Linked DNA regions of Gossypium hirsutum: region 2 is linked to region 1. A link is a contact called in public Hi-C data. All regions are on one chromosome and are shown on one strand. The core of a region is the stretch at or near the end of the contact, and the rest is flanking DNA. Distances in the headings are between cores, read along the strand shown.

What was found. Hi-C and Micro-C count contacts between places; a contact is called where the count stands out from the background.
Region 2: a Hi-C map of hypocotyl shows a contact between it and region 1, with 5 times the contacts expected there. The contact joins the promoter of LOC107942584 here to the promoter of LOC107945750 in region 1. A contact is called at or near these places in 8 of 34 Hi-C or Micro-C datasets (anther, hypocotyl, leaf and 1 more).

Annotation. Positions count from the first base shown.
Region 1 is chrD12:11,790,683-11,796,238 of Gossypium_hirsutum_v2.1, forward strand. It overlaps LOC107945750 (AP-3 complex subunit sigma), which reads left to right and starts at 1,990. Exons shown (of 7, transcript XM_016879861.2): 1 at 1,990-2,190; 2 at 2,293-2,335; 3 at 2,538-2,599; 4 at 2,762-2,858; 5 at 3,568-3,653; 6 at 4,121-4,212; 7 at 4,331-4,631. The coding sequence starts at 2,122. The coding sequence ends at 4,397.
Region 2 is chrD12:11,935,937-11,941,635 of Gossypium_hirsutum_v2.1, forward strand. LOC107942584 (succinate dehydrogenase [ubiquinone] flavoprotein subunit, mitochondrial) reads right to left here and starts at 3,340. Exons shown (of 16, transcript XM_041108474.1): 1 at 3,087-3,340; 2 at 2,382-2,540; 3 at 1,410-1,497; 4 at 841-987; 5 at 623-763; 6 at 335-420; 7 at 147-239; 8 at 1-51. The coding sequence starts at 3,191.

The DNA of each region.
Region 1 (5,556 bases), core at 740-3,239:
TTTAAGCCTCATAAACCCGATTTTAGGCCCATGAGTATATATTTCACTTTAAATTACATGATAATATAAATGTTGATAATTAATTAGAAAACTTGATGCTCTTTCATACTAAATGTTTTGATCTGTATTGTAATACTCCGTAATCATACTCCAGCGACGGAGACGGGCTAGAGGTGTTACACCACTAAAAAATTATAAAGAAAATAATATAATATAAAGATAGTCTAGTGTCTGAAGAGACATCCGCATGTCAGGTCCAATCCTAGTCTCGAGCAGCTCGTACTCGCTAATTGCAGACTTCTGTCGACCTCCAACACTCCCTAATATACAATGTCAGTTTAGACACGATGTCAGTTTAGACAAGATGACTTTGTAGTACACCGACACATTCATGCTATATCGCTTAATGACAAATACGCAATCTTCATTGATTTCTAATTTTTGGCCTACTAACAACTCCTCATGTTCAGAATTTCTAACCAACTGTTGAGTAGGTAGTATATCAGGATACTTCGGGAACTCGGCTACATGCGCCGCATCGGGGTTTATTAGTGACATGTGTGCCCCAAGATCCTTGAGTATCACAATGCATCGAATCGGGTTCCCGACTGAAGACGCGTTAACATTTCCATCATCATTCGCGTCTTCATCGTCAATATCATCCGAGACCTTGTCCATATTGGGATCACTATCACAATCGACCTCGTGATCAGAAGGATCACTACTATCATATCCATCATCAACATTCGGATCAGTCTCAGGTGTAGTATTAAGATCGATGCCGAACCCGTGTACAGTTGATTGACTATCAACGTATGATATCGGAACCACCATACACGGATCTTGAACTCCATGTTCATCATGTAATGGAGTGAGATATTCAACTGGCTCCACATAAACCAACTCAAAAAATAACTGAATCGGTGCATTTTGGTAGCTTTGATTCCCACAAAAAAGAGTGACCATTGTCTCCATGTCTTCATCGTCTACAAGTTCCATCTCGGTGAATTTGATAAAATCTGTCGAAACTGGAAACTTGTAGAAAAGTTTCGAGATCCTTCTCCCACAATGTCTAATAATTTTTGCACTAATCATTTCCTTCATATCATCAACTGAGACATTTCTATTAAATCTCATTGCTATTTGTTGGCGACATTCAAATATACATTCAACTGTTGTTGTCAAATTACTCCAACGAAATAAACACATACGAAAAATTGATTATCTATATTCAATATTAGATCTGTTAAAAAAGAAATAAAAATTCTCAATACAATTTCAAGCAAAATAATTACTGTAATGTAAAAAATGAATTTCATATCTACTAACATTGTGAATTCTTCTTTGTCTGTTTACTCTTTTTCTATTGAGTTTTTTTTGCTGTATTTGACTTCTCAAAATTTTTCCCAAACACTGCTTAAATAATGGCTGGGAACTAATGCCGCCTACAAGATTGGCACCACTGGTGCTGCCTACAAGATTGGTACCATTGGTGCCGCCTATAACATTAGCACCAGTTTTGGTGCACCCTTTCCCATGGGCACCACCATCCAAACCCGTATTTAACCCGTGTATTGGAACTATATGGGAAAAATACTTTGGTGTTGCCTATCAACAAGGCTGCACTATTAAAAAATTATTATTATTAGTTGAAAGTGACGTGCGTTAGAAAATAGGAGTGGTGCCGCCTATGTAACACCCTCCACCACCATTGGTAAATAACTAAGTTGGTATACCATTTTTAAAATTTTAAAAATTTTTAAATAAAAAAGTCCAATTAAAAATTTAAATTATTTTTCAAAAACTCAAATCTTAAAAACAAATTATATTTTGAATCCTTTTCATTTTCATTTTCTTATAGTGGAAAACAATTTTCCTTAATTTTTTGAAAATATAAAATTTAGGGACTAAAATATCATCATATTAATTAAAATGGGGGAAAATAATTTCAAAAATGTCAGTCACCAAGTTATAATTATTTTTTAATTAAATAATCAAAACTAAAATCTACCCATAATTGAGTGACTACCTTTTCCCTTCCGTTTACATTATATACTCAGATGCGAACATATTTAACGAATCCAGATTACTGTTTGGTTAGAGTGAGCGAAAGGAGCGAAGATGATAAAAGCTGTGATGGTGATGAACACTCAAGGCAAGTCACGACTGGCAAAATTTTATGAGTATCTGGTAAGTTTCTCTCCCCTTTTCATTTTAGAAGTCCGCAATCTTGCTTACCGATTCAAATTCCCTCTCAATAATCGACGTGGCCCCGGATTTGGTTGAAATCAGTCAGTTGAGAAGCAGCAGGAGCTTATTCGCGGCGTTTTTTCAGGTTCCTTTCTCTCGATTTGTTCTTAGTTTAGCTTGCGGTTTGAATTGCCCTCTCTGGATCGCTTGAACGTCGTTTCATTTTTTTGTGATCTCGTTTGGTATTCCATCTAATCGATCATGCTTGAATTCCTACTTATAGATATCTTTTTTTATGTCGTTTTCTTTTGTTTTCCCTTCAGTTTTGATTTTGATTTTTTTAACAGTCTTATGCAGTAGAGCTGAGAACGTAAGCAATTTCATAGATGCGGAATCAATTTTTGGTCTGGTAATTTCTTTTATTTTCCTAACTTTCTCTCGTTTTTGTAAGAGTTGTTCCAATTGATTTTCACTTATGTTCTCGTGATTTGAACCTTGTTAATAACTTCCAGAGCTTTATTACGACTCTGCTTTAGAACTCTATTAATTGTTACATAATTCTCACTTGCAGGATAGTCGTCTTGTATACAAGCATTTTGCTACACTTTACTTTGTCTTTGTATTTGATAGTTCTGAAAACGAGCTAGCCGTGCTTGACTTGATACAAGGTATCTTTCCATTTTTTTTCTTTTAGGGCTAACCTTTCAAAACCAGGATTTCTATTTACTCAATATTTGGAGATTTCTGAATACTTAAATCTTGTATTATAGATAAGAAAACCTTTTCTGCAAAGCTGACTAGATCCGCTTTTATGGTCTTTGTGATTATTTATGGTTGAGTTCATTTCAGATACACCTTTTTTGAAATAGATTTTACTTTTTGAGCATTTAGCGAAAACCGGAGAATAAAATTGATTTTCAGGTGTGCTGGAATCAGTGATCACTGTTGTTTTGCCTCCCAACTTAGGGTGGGTTTGGATGGGCGATTGGGTACGGTGCGGTGCGTTTAGTTTACTTTTTGTCTCACGCTACAGTATCTAATCTCACCGCCACCGCTGTTTTTACACTAACCGCAGGTAAACTCACCGTCCATCCAAACCCACCCTTAGTTAAGTTTTCTTTTAAGTGTAAAGCTCGATAGCATCAGTATGCTTTCTAGATGCTACCTGTATATGATCATCTTTTTTGCATGAATGATGTTTGTGATTATTGTTATTAAGCTACAAGATTTAATGGATGCTTAGCCCTAGAATTGCATGTTCTCTGATGACAATAATTTATCAGGTTTGTCTTGCTTTCCCTTTAAAAACTAGACAGCTGGATATTACTATAATTGCTGATTTTTCTTTCAAATATTGGATCATTTTACTTACTTTAGATGTGCTGCCTTCAGTTTTTGTGGAAACGTTGGACAAATGCTTCCAGAATGTTTGCGAGCTTGACATCGTGTTCAATTACAGCAAGGTTGTCTCATCACTAATATCTGCATCTATTTAGTTTTCTTCTTTCAAGTGCTAGAGGATGGAATGGGTAATCTTATAGAAAATGGTGTTCTCAGAAAACATTTTTGGGGTATGGTTCAGGTTCGAAATATTAGTTTATGATAGGTAAATCCTTTTTTTTTTGGGGGGGGGGCAGGGTTATTTGACATTGATTTTTGCAACTTTAGAAGTTAACTTCGCCTGAGTTCTGTAGTATTAACTTGATAGCCCATATGGACAATGTTTTAGAATAAGCTCAATAATCACTTCATATGACCAAATTTTAATATTTTACCCGTTCGCTGAAAAATGATTTAAAGTCGCTAGAATGCCGTCTTACAACAATATTCTGTTTTAAATCTATCTTGCTTTTGCCGGTCATTTTTTGTTCCTCACCAAGATTGACTTGGTTATCTTCATTTTATTCAAATCTTGAATAACACTTTGCAGATACACACTATCCTCGATGAGATGGTTTTTGGAGGTCAAGTGGTGGAAACAAGTTCATCAGAAATTATGAAGGCAGTTGAAGAGATATCTAAGTGCTTTCTCTCTCCTTTCCTCCTCTCTTGTGTGAAAATGCATGTAGATGATGTGAGGTTTTCCACTTTTGCATTGTTTTTAATTCGAATTAACAGATGAACCATAACCGTGGTGTAGGTTAGAAGCTGCCTCGAATGCCATCTCACTCATCCCGAAATCTGCTTCTGGTTGGCGAAGTAGGTAGTTATTACATTCAAATGCTGGTAAAATTGGTCATTGAATTGTTTACTGTCTTTGTTAATGCTTGAGTGAAGAGTTACATTTCCATATTGACCCAAATAATCAGAAGTTTAGAGGTGTTGTATTTGAATATTTAGTTTTCTGTGCAGCATAAATAGGAAATAGTTAAATGTAACAAGGTGTTTTACTAGAAGTACACGCTTACAGCTTTGAGTACTGATTATTTTTGCAATTTTTATACGCTTTTCTCAGATACTTCAGGTTAGTAATGTTGTAATTGTTAGAGCTGTGATTTCTCTGCTGTTATTTTCTCTACACCTTTTGTTAAGTTTTTCTATTTTAAACTCAAATATCTATCAACAGCAGATGTACATGGCTTGAATAATTAAAAAGAAAAAGAAAAAGACTTGCTTAGTTAAAGTTTGTTTGTAATATTTAAAATGTTAAAAAATATTTTTACAATTAAATTTAAATAATAATTTTGGTCACATTTAGTCTAAATTGTAAAATTATTTCAAATTCAGTCGAATTCAGGTTGACCGAGAAACCCGTACAGAGTACAAAAAAGCGTTTACACTGTTATCTGCCATTCAGTTTTCTTGTTTATTGTATATTAATTTTTTTTTTAAAAATCAGAACTATTCAGTTGATTTCTGTTTGGCAACGGGAACTCTGAGTTCATTGAAGAGTACAAGGTCCACAAAAGTACATCCAAAAAAAAAATAAAAATAAAAAGAAGAAAAGAAAAAACTATCTAAAATCATCAAAAGAAACCATAAGAAGATAAAAGAAATAAAACAACACGAAACATGTATGAGCACTGTCGAGGCCACCTTTTTTGAAAAACAAAAAAAGTGTGAAAATTTTAGTCGACTTAAAAATGGAACGAAAAATTAGGAGTCGCCATCAATCTTTTAAAGAGGTGTGGTCGGAACACCTTGAAGACGATTTTAAGTCTACGAATTTTGAGAAAATAGGTTCGGGAGTCGGTTACGCACGAGGAAGGGTTAGCACCCTCGTAACGCCCAAAATTAGTACCGAATTGATTGTTTAATGTCTTAGTGTCGAGAATTTGAAAATATTTTAAAATACGACCATTCTTTTTTATTAATGTTAATTTTATAAAAGATACTTGGGTAAATCGAGGCAAATGCTAAAGACCT
Region 2 (5,699 bases), core at 2,090-4,589, 150 kb after region 1:
GCACCCAGCCCCATAGATTCCAGTTGGATGGAACTGCACAAACTCCAAATCCTGTAGGAAGCATAAATAAAATTGGATAAAAACAAAGGTAAAGAGATAGAAGATTAAAAAATAAGAAAAAGGTTGCAGCAACACAGAAAAGAAACCTGGAGGGGAAGCCCAGCACGTGCAACCATAGCATTGCCATCACCAGTGCATGTGTGAGCTGAAGTTGCAGAAAAGTAGGTTCTACCATATCCCTGAAAGAAACAGACAACACACACAAAGGTCCTTCAATTTATTTTGATCATTCATTTTGAAAAAAATAAAAAATAGATCAGGAATGCATATATACCCCTGTGGCCAGAATTGTTGAAGAAGCCTGGAAGCGATGTAGTGTTCCGTCCTCCATGTTTAAAGCTATCACTCCCTGGCAGCTTCCTGCACAAATCATAAATAATCAAGTTATCCATGTTACACTAAAAACAAGGATAAAACAGAAAATGGAGAAGGTGACATGCTCATCAAAATTAAGAGAACAAATAAAGCTCAAAATTATGGACAGCTAAACAATAACAAGGGCTGCAAATGAAAGTAATATGATTTACATTGATGAGGACTTAAATTCCCTACATGAACCTACCATCACTGTTCATCAATAGATCCAGAGCAAAATATTCCACAAAGAATTGGGTATTATGTTTCATAGCTTGGCCATAGAGAGTGTGCAGTAGAGCATGCCCCGTTCGATCAGCAGCACATGCACAACGATAAGCCTGTCCACCTGGTCAAGATAGAAAATGCCAAGCTAAAATCAGAATTCTATCACTAAGCACAACAATCAAATTTATGTACTTATACCTTTTCCAAAGTCTAGGCTTTGACCACCAAATGCCCTCTGATATATTTTCCCATCTTCTGTTCGAGAAAAAGGCAGCCCATAATTCTCGAGTTCAATCACAGCTTTTGGTGCCTCCCTGCACATATATTGAATTGCATCCTGATCACCTACAATCATACACCCGCTTTTTGTTATAACAAGGAAACAGATTGTTAAAAAGGTAGTCACAGCACTACAGACATACAAGTAAAATAGGTAGTTTAGTGCAGCATGGCTCTTCTGCCTTTAGCTTCAGCCAAATTACTTTGGCACAATCAACTAATATCAGTATTTTGAATAGAGTTCAAGGGGGGGGGGGGATCAACAGATGTGGAAACCACTTCAAGAATGCAAGGAAATATAATAAACTACATCAGGCAAGACTGAAGTGTACTTAAGGGGGAACATGTACTTTTCGTAGAAAAGAGAAAGCTGATAAAAAAATAAACTATTCTTAGAGAGCCAAAGATCAAGTAGAAGCATATGCTTAAATGCATTCCATGTACCAACTGAAAACCACAAGAGATACAAATTCAAACAAATCATATACCTAACCAATCACTTCCTTTAACTGTGTCATACATGTGCCATCGCCAGTCATCTTCAGTCATATTTCCCAAAGCAGCATTTATGCCACCCTAAACAGAAAAGTCCAGACAGATAAATGAGTCAATAATCTTTCAATGGAATGGAAAACAAACAGCATCACTAACAAAACCTTTCTACAGACTTTGCTTTAGACATGTAAATAAACAATGGATCTGTTTTATCAGAATGATCCACTTTTAAAATGAAAACAAAATACTTAAAAAAAATTGGAGAAGTGCATTGTATCTTATAAAACACATCAATATAAGAAATTTACATAAACATGTATTGCACTTTAAAATGCAAAAGAAACAAATAGATCATAATACAAAAAGTTTAAGAGTGGCAATTTATAGTATTTGAAGAACTTTAAAAGGAAAATCATGGTTATGGTAATAAAAATGCTTTTGGTATAATTCATGTTTGTTCAGTCTTAGTTGGACAAGAGAAATTTAAATACCCATGTATTACACTTCAAAGTGCAAAAGACACTATATTTAAGAAAAATGCAAAAGAAACAAATGGATCATAATATGGAAAGTGTAAGAGTGGCAATTTATGATATTTGAAGATGTTTTAAAAAATTCATATTTGAGGTAGTAAAAATGATTTTGGTGAACTTCACGTTTGTGCAGTCTCTTTTCTTCTTCTTCTTCTTCTTCTTCTTCTTCTTTTTTCTTTTGAACATGTTTGTTCAGTCTTGATTGGACAAGGAGAACATCAGTTATTGTGCAACACAGACATCTGTGATAAGAAAGGGAACAGTAGCAAAGAGACAAGTACCATGTACAGAAACCACTAAACTGTAGAACCAATATGCCCATAAAATCAAGAATGATGAATCCCATTTATCTAAAGCCACCGTAACACAAGCATGCCCTGAATAATAGCAACAGCATAACTCATAATCATGAACACCATATAGTCTAAAAACCTGAGCCGCAACAGTATGTGAACGAGTTGGGAAAAGCTTAGTTATGCAAGCAGTATTAAATCCATGCTCTGAAAGACCAATGGCTGCTCTCAGCCCCGCACCACCAGCACCAACCACAACTGCATCATACGTATGATCCACTATTGTATAAGGGGGCCCCTGCAATGATCGCAAATGTCCATCACCAAAATACTTCTGGTTCAGTTTTTTTTTCTTTTAATAACTATATAAATTCTATAAAACATTCCCAACCAATCAGAAGAAAAAGATAATACTGAGAAACAAATCGAAAATATATGCATTTTGCATAAAATCAGCTAAAGTAATCAACATGGGCAGAAAACGGAACTTGTCCCATTAGAAAAAGATGTTAACTAAGATCAAGTTCCAGATGGTATTTGTTTCTACTGTATATTAGGGAAGTCAACTGAATGGAGCTAAAATTAAAGATGATTTAAGAAAATAATGCGTAGATTCTATGGATTCTTTTCCTTGGACACCTTTCTCAGCAGCCAAACAGTACAAACACTAAAACGATTCAAATTACATATAGGTTTTAATCAGAATCTACCCGAAAAAAACCAGCAACCGTTGAGAAAACGAGAATATAAAAACAAAGCAGGAATTGATTTTGAAAGCAGAAAAGAAATAGAAATTAAAAGCGGAACAAAAAGCTCAAAAACCCTAGAAAAGAAAGAAGCATACAGCATGAGTGGAGAAGAAACTGGAAATGTTAGATCTAAGAGAGTTAGCGGCAACTGATCTGTTGGAATATGGAGCTCTAAGGCTACGAGAAACGCAGCGCCACATCTCCGCCTACTTTGTTGGATGCTTTTTTTCCTTTTGCGAGTAGCGGGTATTGGAAGGCGTGTGGTTAATTTTGTTTATGTATAAATATATATATATATATTTGCTGGGAATAGTTACTGCCTGGCCGAGGGAAGAGAGCAAAAATGATGGCGGCGTAGTTGGAAAGGGCCTAATTGCTCATTTGACGCAGTATGCTGTTACACTTACCCTTTGTTTTTCAAGATAACTACCGTAATGCCATTTCTTTTGCATTCTATGAATTTTTTTGAGGAATATAATTAGTTTTTAATGTATTTTTATCTTAATCGTTTTTATTTTATTATAATTATATATAAAGTTAAATTTTAATTATTTAATTAAATTATTGAATTTTTTTAGTAATCTTAAATTTTATATTAACGTATAAATATAGTTATACATATGTAATTAAAATATATTTATATAATATATATAATTATTTAAAAACAAAAAAAAACAATATACCTATGAAAAGTAAAAGTATCACGAGATTTAAGCGTCAAACTATGAAACCATTTTTTATTGGGGGGGGGGACATTTTAATTTTTGAAATATGCCAAATTTTATATCAAAATTATATATTTTTATGTCAACAGTTTTTTATTTTAATAACAAAAGCATTATGTTTATAAGTATAATAGTTTGAGTTTAATCTCAAATAACTCTATTTTTTCTCACTAATTATAGAAAAAAAACTATGTGTTCTTATAATTAAATTTAAATAAATTTTATACTATAACAGGTTAAAAAAAATAGTCATGCTCACATTAACATTTTTTTTTGACACATAATATTCTCTATTTAAAGCACTTATTTATAATTTGAGTAAATTACTCTTTTACTTCTTTGGCCTTCTAATTTTTTTTAAGTTATTTTATGCCTTTTGTTTAAATTTTTTTTATAATTTTATATATGTTAAATATAAAGTTGATTTTAAATAAAGTATCTCCTTATTTTAAGATTTTACTTGATTGAATTACACTTTAATGTTATAATATTAAAATTAATGAATATTAAAATGTTAAGTTCAGAATATAGTTAAAAAAAGTCACATATTAATAATATTTATCAGATTAAATTTATATTCCTTTTTATAATATAATAAGATTTAATTACATTCCTTGATTAAATAGAGCAAAGAGAAATATAAAATTAAAATAAATGACAATTTTAACATTAAAACAAATTAGTTTAACAATATATATAATGAATAACCTATAAGAAATTATTAATAATATTATTTAAATTTTAATGTATTAATATTAATATTCAAATTATGATAAATTTTTGTATTATTTTTAAAATTGAATATTTTGTAATTATATTACATTTTTAATTTATTAATATTTTTTGAAAAAATCGATTAAAAATTAAACAAAAATTAATATTATAAAATTATAAATTTAATATATACAAGCTATGAGATGAAATAATATTCGCACCCTAATTTTATGATGTTAAACCATACACGATGAAACATTTTATGTTGATAAATTATTCCTTTTTTGCAAGTCGGTATCAATTACAGGTCCTCTTCATGGACTGCAAAAACTTTAATTTAAGAATGTTATTAGAAATCATTTCTCAAATTAAAATTTTGCAGATGCTTTAGGATTAATGTTAAAAAAATATATGATTTTTAAAAATGTGAATCTAAACACTTAATTTAGCATAATTGTTGCTGTTAGAAAATTAAAAGTGGGTTTTCAAACAAAATCAAATGTCTACACTAAAATGAATATTATTAGATCTTTTGAAATGATAATTAAGTAAATTAGTTTTATTTTGAAAATATATAAATATGTCATGAGAGTTCATTTTGAAACTTTTAAATAAATTTAAAAATAAAAATTTTCCTTCTAACAATTATTTTATTTTAATAATATTAGAATTTATTATAAATAGATTATAAGTGAATAATGGTTTACATTTAAAAAAATTTCTAAAACATAAATGTATACCTATTATATAAACATGTAAAAATGAAATTATTTAAATGAATATAAAAGATGACATTAAATGTGTGAATAAAGTAATTTCGTTTTTGAGAAAAAATAAAAGAAAACACTTCATTTTCTTATGAATTATTTGATTTATCAAAGATTATTAGGAATAAGTTGAATAGTATTTAGAACCGAAAGCCGAGGCTGTTTTTTGTTGTTTGACTAATAAGGCAAAAGGTCAAGGGTGGAAAGCTGATGTTTTGCAGGTTTAGCGTCGGTCCATTATTCTTTTTTGCATGCATAAGTTAACTTTCATCATTAGATATTAATTGATGAAAAAAGAAAGTTTAAACCAAGTTGCGTGGGGGATAAGCATTGATCCATGATCCAAATGGTTCCACGTAGGAGAAACAAAGAAAGATAGGCGCTGGTGCATTTCCCAGCCATGACGGACCTTTTGGGTGGAGACAGCAGCCACGTAGCCTCCACATTCACCATTCACAACAAACAATTCATTGCTTCTTCTATCGGGCTTTGCGTGTATGGT